Linked DNA regions of Gossypium hirsutum: region 2 is linked to region 1. The links are chromatin contacts, called in public Hi-C maps. All regions are on one chromosome and are shown on one strand. Each heading gives the region's core, a stretch centred on a gene start, on an enhancer-like site or on the middle of the called end of the contact. The rest is flanking DNA. Distances are from core to core; before and after follow the strand shown.

Region 1 (3,978 bases), core at 1,107-3,606:
GATTTTCTACTTAAAATGTAAGAAAAAAAAACAAAAAAAAAAACAAATTCATAATAGTATTTTATTTTTACATAAAATTTATAAAAAATAAATTACACATAAATTAAATTCATAAATAATTAAACTTCAACCTAAAACATCAGTGGTTCAAAATTTCCATTTCAATCAAAATCATATTTGTTCAATTCATATGTTTTTACAAATACAGTTTTACATAATAAAAAAATTCCATATCAAGGATGTGTGTTAATTATGTTTTTCTTCTTTGTTTCTTTTTTGTTTTAAAAGAAGAAAGCAAATAATAATATTATATTCCGAGTGCAATCGATGAATCTTTTGTTAATCAAAGAGGAAATCATTGGCTTAATAAATAATTAAACATCAATGGATATAAAAATCATATATTTATCCCATAGGTTAAAATTGGCTACAAGTCCATTTAATCTTTATATGTTTGATATTTAGTTTTATACTATATTTTAATTTTTTTATCTAATTGAAAAATATAAGTACAATGATTAATACTGTTAAATTTTATTTTGATTATTATAATATGATTAGTTTTATTATATAATATCAAATGAATATTTTTTATTTTAAAATATCACACTAATAAATTAAAAAAATATATTGATATTAATAATTAAATCTAAGTGACTAAAAATACCTTGAAATAAAAATAAAATCACTAGATTTTAATAAACGAAAAAATACTTACACCAGGAGCATATTTTAATCTTATTATATAATAAAATATTAGAATAAAAGTTATATATTTAAATAAAATGTTTTATAACATAATGTAAAATAAAGTACCACTGTCTAGAATCAAACAACCCCCCCCCCCCCCTTAATTGAATTTAGCTAACCACCGCAAACTCCAAGCTTCTTGGTGCTGATGCAGACCCAATACATATACATTGATTTTAGGATACTATTCAATTAGAAAACCCACAGCTTTTATCGCGGGTCCAAGCACTTCTTCCTGTTTTTTTTTTCTTTTAAGGAAAACTAATGATAATTAAATTATTAGTGATTTTTTATTTTAATTATTTAATTTTTTAAATTTATAAAGTGATTATTGAATTATTTAAAAGTTTTTATTGATATCATCATAATGTTAAAATAGTTATTGTATGACATTTTTTTTACATCGCTTACACCAATCAAAATAGTTTTGAATGTCATAAATGTACAAATCAAAGTCCAAACAATTTATTTTTTAATTTTCGGTACTGACCTCCAAATTGAATTGGATCTAAGGTATATTCATTTACTCATCAATGAACATTGATACACCGTACTAATCTTCGAATTATCGCTTAGAACTTGCTAGCTGAATTTTAAAAAGAAATAACAACATAGTGACTTAAATAAAAATGTTTAAATAGTTTAGTAACTTAAATAAAAATTATCATTAATTATATATATTTATAATTTTAAAAAATTTGTTAAACTAATAAAATGAGTTAGCACCATATCAAATCATTAAATAAAAATAAACTATATGTATGTTTTTACTTACTTCTTGCTACAAAGGTAAGTTGAAATTTGAGCATGGAAAAATTACATTAAAAGGGTTTGAACCGTATCACTTGGATGTTAACAATCATCGTTCTTTTATTTTGTTGATAATTGCATGGTAATTTTAAATAGGAAGAGTACATTAATTGAATAATTTTTCCAAAAGATATCATTTATATAATTTACGATACATAGTTGTCGTGTGAATTTGATGTAATTTTATTTTAATTATTATATTTAAATTATTTTATTTAAATATATAAACTTTAAAAAGACAATATATATATATAAATTCAACATGCAATTTAAAAAGAAAGAAAGAAAATCAATGGCAATGGCCTTTTAATGTGTTGAATAAAAAAACTCCCATAAACAAAGAAAGAAAGAAAGAAAAATGCAGCACATAATTGTTAAAGATAGAAAAGAGGTTTGGAATTGGAAGTTGGCAGCCAAGTTGGGGCAGCTCAGCTCTGTGTCGTACCTGAAAGTGGATGGAGGTGACGTTGCTATTTTATAATTTCTGAAATTGACTCATATTAATTTCAATATTTGGTTTTTCTACTTCATGCTTGTAAGATTTTCAATTTACGCAAAATATTTGTATCCATTGATGTTGGTTTATTCCTATAAATAAGTGTCATATTTTTTGTTGGTTGGAAAGGGCAACTCTGATTCACAGGGTAAACTTAAAACTTTGGTTTTCATGTAAATGATGAAAAGAATAGGGAGGGGTGATAGGATAGGTGATAAGGGAAGGGTAGCGCTCTGCGTTTATGGATCATTGGACCATCGTCTTCTTCTGATAAGAGGTGGCAAATAGGAGGGGCCAATAATGTTGATCACACCTGGACTTCACGTGACACCTTTGCCCCACCAACTATTATAGAGAATCACATCACATTTATATATATTTAAAGATATGCATAAATTTAAAAAAATTCACACCTACACGAAATTCCGACGTCACTTATCAAAGTTTCACAACTTCAACTTTAATACATTTTTGAAAGATACAATATAATGGAAAACTTCAATTATATTTAAAAATATATAAAAAAATACTTGTGAAATTTGTTCTTTTTTATTAAGAGTATACTTTATAATTATTTTAATTTTCATACCTTATTGCCTAAATACTAAATTCTTTAGAAAGAAATTAAAATAGGTTGGATTTGGGGCGAGGTTGGTGGGGAATAGCTTGCTTTAGATAGTTGACTCAAGAAAGTTTGGCCCCAAAAACCTTGGGGGATGCATCAGGCCTTTCTAATGGTCATATCATCTGTTCGGTTTAGTCTGAACCAGCTGGATTTATTAGGATATGATATTTTATTAATAAATAAATATGACCTGTTTTTAATATTTAAAATATATACTTTTATTAGTTTATAATAGACCGGTCAGGAACATCGGTTTCTGCTGACGTTGAAGAATGTTTTCCTGCACGTGAATCGTGTCAGCTCCCAATCACTTTTCCTCCTTCACCCCACATTTATCGGTTTATCGAATAAAGAAAATCGTGTGAATATAAATGTTTTCGGGTCTAATTTGTTTCATTTATTATTTATTGGTGTAATCTTTTTAATAATATCATAACCAATAATTAAAAAACACTTTTAAAAGAAGAAAAATATTTTATATATTGTCGCTAAAATTTTAAAAAAATTATAAACAAGGTTTAAGGTGATATCAAATATATGTAAGGAATAATAAAAAATAATAAAATAAAACATGTGATAAATTTATAACACAATTTATAAAAAAAATTTAAAAAAATTTCACAAATATTTACCCTTAAAAAATTACACTTCAACTAAATTTGGATCAAATTTTCACTTTATATATCACAAGCCCATCTACTTTAAGCCCATAACAGAAAAAAAGATAAAACAAAAAACCCTAAAAATTTATCATTATCCCTCACTTTCAACCTATTTTCGCTTCGCAATATTCCTCTATTTGTCTTGTACTCTCTTTTTTCACTTAAACTATGAGAAATTCACCGTTCATCTCAAACTTCTACCAGTCTTTTTCGTTTGAATTTCAGTGTTGTACATTTTATTTGAGAGAGGGTAAAAAGAGGAGCTATTCACTATCCTACTTAGTAATAAATTAATAATTAATAATAATTAATTATTTTTATGACTTATTTTTAATATAGAAAAGAAAAAATTTTCGTTTATTTTATAGAAATCTCATTTTTTACAAGAGTTATTGTTTATATTTTTAATTTGAAATTTAAATTTATTCTAATATTTTTTATTTTATATCTAACTACTATAATACACAAATACTAAATAATTTTTTTATGTTATTATATTAGTAACCAAATGAGCTATAAGTGTCTTAAAAAAAAGTTTCAAAGGATTTGAGAAAAAGGATTTTATTTTGGGTTTTGGTCAAGGATTTTTGGTCCAAAACATAAAAAATTGGTTTCATCAGTTTTTTAATTGGTTC
Region 2 (3,978 bases), core at 457-2,956, 270 kb after region 1:
TTTTGACACTGCTTAAGTGTAGCATGTTGTTAAATGGAGATAAAATTCATCCGACAAGATAGGGTTGATTGGGGAAACTCATTAGTCATGTTGTTTCACACTCATCAGATCAAATCAAATAGAATGTCCGAATCAAAGCAAACAGACACGTGTTATATCTTTGGTGCAAGATTTTGTCCACAAAACCCGCCCAATTAAGTACAGATTAAATTCACTAAAAGTTATTTATATTTCAAATCTTTAATTAAATTTAGGTTCCATCATTTGATAATCCTCAGAAGCAGAGATTAAATTGAAGAAGATGTTATTCTGCAAAAATGCTTATATTCTTTGGACCAATGATGATTCCTTTGTGAGAAGGTGAAACACAAATGGGTGGGGTTACAGAGAGATAGCATCTTGTAAATGTAAATGTACCCCTATTTTGCTGACTAAAAATCTGCACCTTCTGAATACTGTTGAAGCCTGAAATTTTTGACAAATCTTTTGTTGCTGTCTATCTTCTAATAAAGTAGTAGCCATAAAGTGTAATTAATTTCTTTATTTAAATGGTGGGTGGTGGGACCTAAATGACAACAGAAGAACATAAGCCTCTGGGGTGGCCCCTTGCTTCAACCTTTTCAGCAATGGACCCACGGCCCCATACGGTTGCACCTCTCCTTACCAGCAACGCGTGCTTCCCCATTCTCACCCTTTTTCTTCCTATAAATAAACACAATTTTCTTCTAATGCATACTTCATTATTTATCCTAATCATGCTAATACGTTTATAATTAATTATTATAAAAAGTTTCACCAATTATGCTTCCTTTTCAAGATAAGAATGGGATTTTACTTTTGTTAAATTCTGACAAATTTCAAATTTAGTTTACTGTTAAAATTATCTATATTAAACCGATGTTGATTATAATGTTATTTTTATGAATATTAATAATTAAATTTGAATTTTTAAATTTATAAATAATATAACCTACATTAACATAAGATTTCAATTTTATTAGATTAATAAAAATATATATAATTCAAGTGTTGTGATAAATATTCCTGAAAACAAAATCCATTTAATCTTTTCATTTATATGGTCCCCTCAAGGGATCATCTTCCAGTCTGTACCATGTACAGCTATAGCACAACAGTGACAAATAATCAAATACATAAATTATTTATTAAGCAATTTCCCAATATAAAAGAATGATGAGAGAGAGAGATCTATAAAATAATTCTATATATCAAGAAACCTGCTGCATATGCAATAATAATAATAAAAGGTTATATATATATAAGTACATTTAATGTGTACCATATTTCATCCAGTTATGTGGACCGTCGGATATGTTTGATTGATTTTGGCAACAACCTTCCTCACATGGCTAATTAACGGCTATAATCATTGTTTGAATGTGGGGTTGAAAATCGAATCCAACAACTCAGATCCAAATGATCCATCATCATCTGGGTTGCACGTTATTTTTGTTAATTGTGATATCTGTATCTGATACTATATAAACAAGATCTTTTTGATCCTGTGGATATGGGTGTGATGAATAATTTATGATGGTTTTGTTAAGGGTAACCACCCTTATCGTACGGCAGGGATGTAATTGTTGGAGGGACCATGAACACCTCCCTCATCATATCAGTTTCCACTAACCCTTTTTTTTTTTTTGTTCTTAAAAAATTATAAAATGGAGGAGACAACTGTTAGAAGGGATATAGAATTCTTGGGTGCATGTGAATCACACACCATAGCAAACGCAGCTCAACTATTTTATGATGATTGTCCCCAAAAACCCTAATATAGAAATATAGATAATAGATATGTGCAAATCCTGTTACATGTTAATAAAAATAATTTATAAATGAAGTGCATTGCTCGACCTGTCTTAGGCATCTTCCACAAAACTTGAATTGCATTGGCTATTTACACTCTCATTTGTTTGGCATGCCTGAAACCCAAGAATGCACCCCAGATTCTTAAGTTCTTCTCTCTCTCTCTCTCTCTCTTTATATCAAAATATTATAGTTTATTTGGACCTTGTTTTCAGTATATACTGATGGGGAATATTGTGAGAGAGCAAGCTCATCCTCTTTCTCTCTCAAAACCTAGATTTGGCTCAACTTAAGGTTTTTCTCTTTCTCCTTGCAAAACTCAATTTCTCTCTACTTCATCTTCTTCAACTTCAACTGGTTTAGCTGCTGTGATTCTTCATAATTTGGTAGCCTCTTCAAGAATTTGTATCAGGTCAGAATATGCACTTCAATTCTCTACTACCATCCCTTTTTTCTTTTCTTTTCTGATGCATGATTTTATTGCAACAAGAAGAGGATAAAAGAGATAAGAATCATAAAATATTAGGTTGAGTTTGACTTTCGGAAGCAAGGAATTTGGATGTTCAATTGTGTGTTTGATATATATGCATTTGGTTTTTATTATTTTCATTTTAGAGTTACCCTTTAACATGGTGATTATGATGATCCTACTGTTAAACTTTGTTATCACCGGCTTTCATATTTTTCCTTCTTAAACAATCACTTTAAGAAGATCCATGAAAGTAATGATTTTTTTCCTCTTAATTAAACAAAATTCATATATCCACACATACAAAATGTATGTAATTTCATTTAAACACCAACTCTTTCATGGATGCTGGTGTAGTTTAATACATCTAAATCTATGAAATGAATATTTTAAAACATACATACATACATACTCATCTAACTGTGTTGCACTCCTATTAATTTAGTATACTCATAGTAATTAGGTACCGAATATCCATTTAGATGGAGTGGTTTATAGTGGATTATTATTATTTTGTAAATGTGGTTATATAAAGGTTAATATATGTGTGAAAGAAAAAGTAATAGACATAAGAAGAAACCAAGAAGGGCATTGAAACCACATGTGATATATAATGTACCTATAGACAAGGCTGCATAATGGAAGATATTTTGTATGGAAGATTTATCAATGGTGGCCCAAAGAACATGTGAAGAAGAAGACAAATCATACTGGAACTAAAAGTGGTTGATGTTTATCATACTTTCATTTTTAGTGCTGGACAAACATTAATTCATGCCATTCATCCCCCTTCTCTCCTCTCAATAATAAACAATCCATTACCAATCAACAACCTTATTCTCAGCTTTTTTTTTTTTGGGGGGGGGGGGGCTCACTTTAACAGGTGGGAATAGTAAAAAGGTGATTTGATTATCAGAGTTGTTATGTGATCTACTTTCTTATCAAATTTCTTGGGAAAGAAGGGATCATTTTATTCATTTCCCAAATCCAAATCCAAATCTATTCATCCTACATATTCGGTGTATTCTTCAAGCAACATTAAACTCCAATGGGGAATCTTCTTAGGCCGTACGATAAGGAGTATATGAGGATGGCTATCTTAAAACATGAAGAAACTTTCAAAGAACAGGTATATATATATACACACACATATATATTTTGTTTTTTAAAAAAAAACTGTATTTGTTGTTCTAAGCCTTAAGCAATGTTCTGTTTTTCAGGTGTACGAACTGCATCGTCTATATCGAATCCAGAAGACGTTGATGAAAAGCATGGAAAGCAGCCGGCCTAAAGGAAACTTTAGCTTGAAGAATAATTATCACCATGGAAATATAAATATGCATCACGATACAAGAACCAGACTTGACTTGGAACATCCGGCGGCTGAGGGTGATCATCGGTCAAACAATGTTGTTGCAGAACCAGACTATGGTCGTAACACAATATTAGAATCCATAGATGAGAGCGAGATTGAGCTTACTTTAGGCCCCACAAGGTACGTGCCGAGGAAGAAACATGGGACTCCTCGAACTTCGGATTCCGGTCCGAGCTTCTCTTCTTCTTCCACTGAATCCAGTCATGTGAAGAAGACAAGCACAACAAGGGATGATTTCACTGGAAATGAGCAGATGGGACTTTTCAAGGTCACTGATATGACATTTGGGTACCCAAATGGGAGT

Evidence for each region. Hi-C and Micro-C count contacts between places; a contact is called where the count stands out from the background.
Region 2: a contact with region 1 is called in a Hi-C map of leaf, with 2.2 times the contacts expected there. The contact joins the promoter of LOC107900012 here to the enhancer-like site in region 1. A contact is called at or near these places in 6 of 34 Hi-C or Micro-C datasets (callus and leaf).

What each region holds. Positions count from the first base shown.
Region 1 is chrA11:64,039,410-64,043,387 of Gossypium_hirsutum_v2.1, forward strand. No RefSeq gene overlaps it. Among protein-coding and RNA genes, the nearest start is that of LOC121210158, 37 kb to the right of the region's middle. Within about 2 kb of position 2,357, at least 3 of the 9 cell types and tissues checked have an H3K27ac peak or open chromatin away from gene starts, as enhancers often do. A contact at or near this core is called in leaf, where this site is marked.
Region 2 is chrA11:64,305,377-64,309,354 of Gossypium_hirsutum_v2.1, forward strand. LOC107900012 reads left to right here and starts at 1,707. Exons shown (of 2, transcript XM_016825748.2): 1 at 1,707-3,428; 2 at 3,520-3,978. The coding sequence starts at 3,348.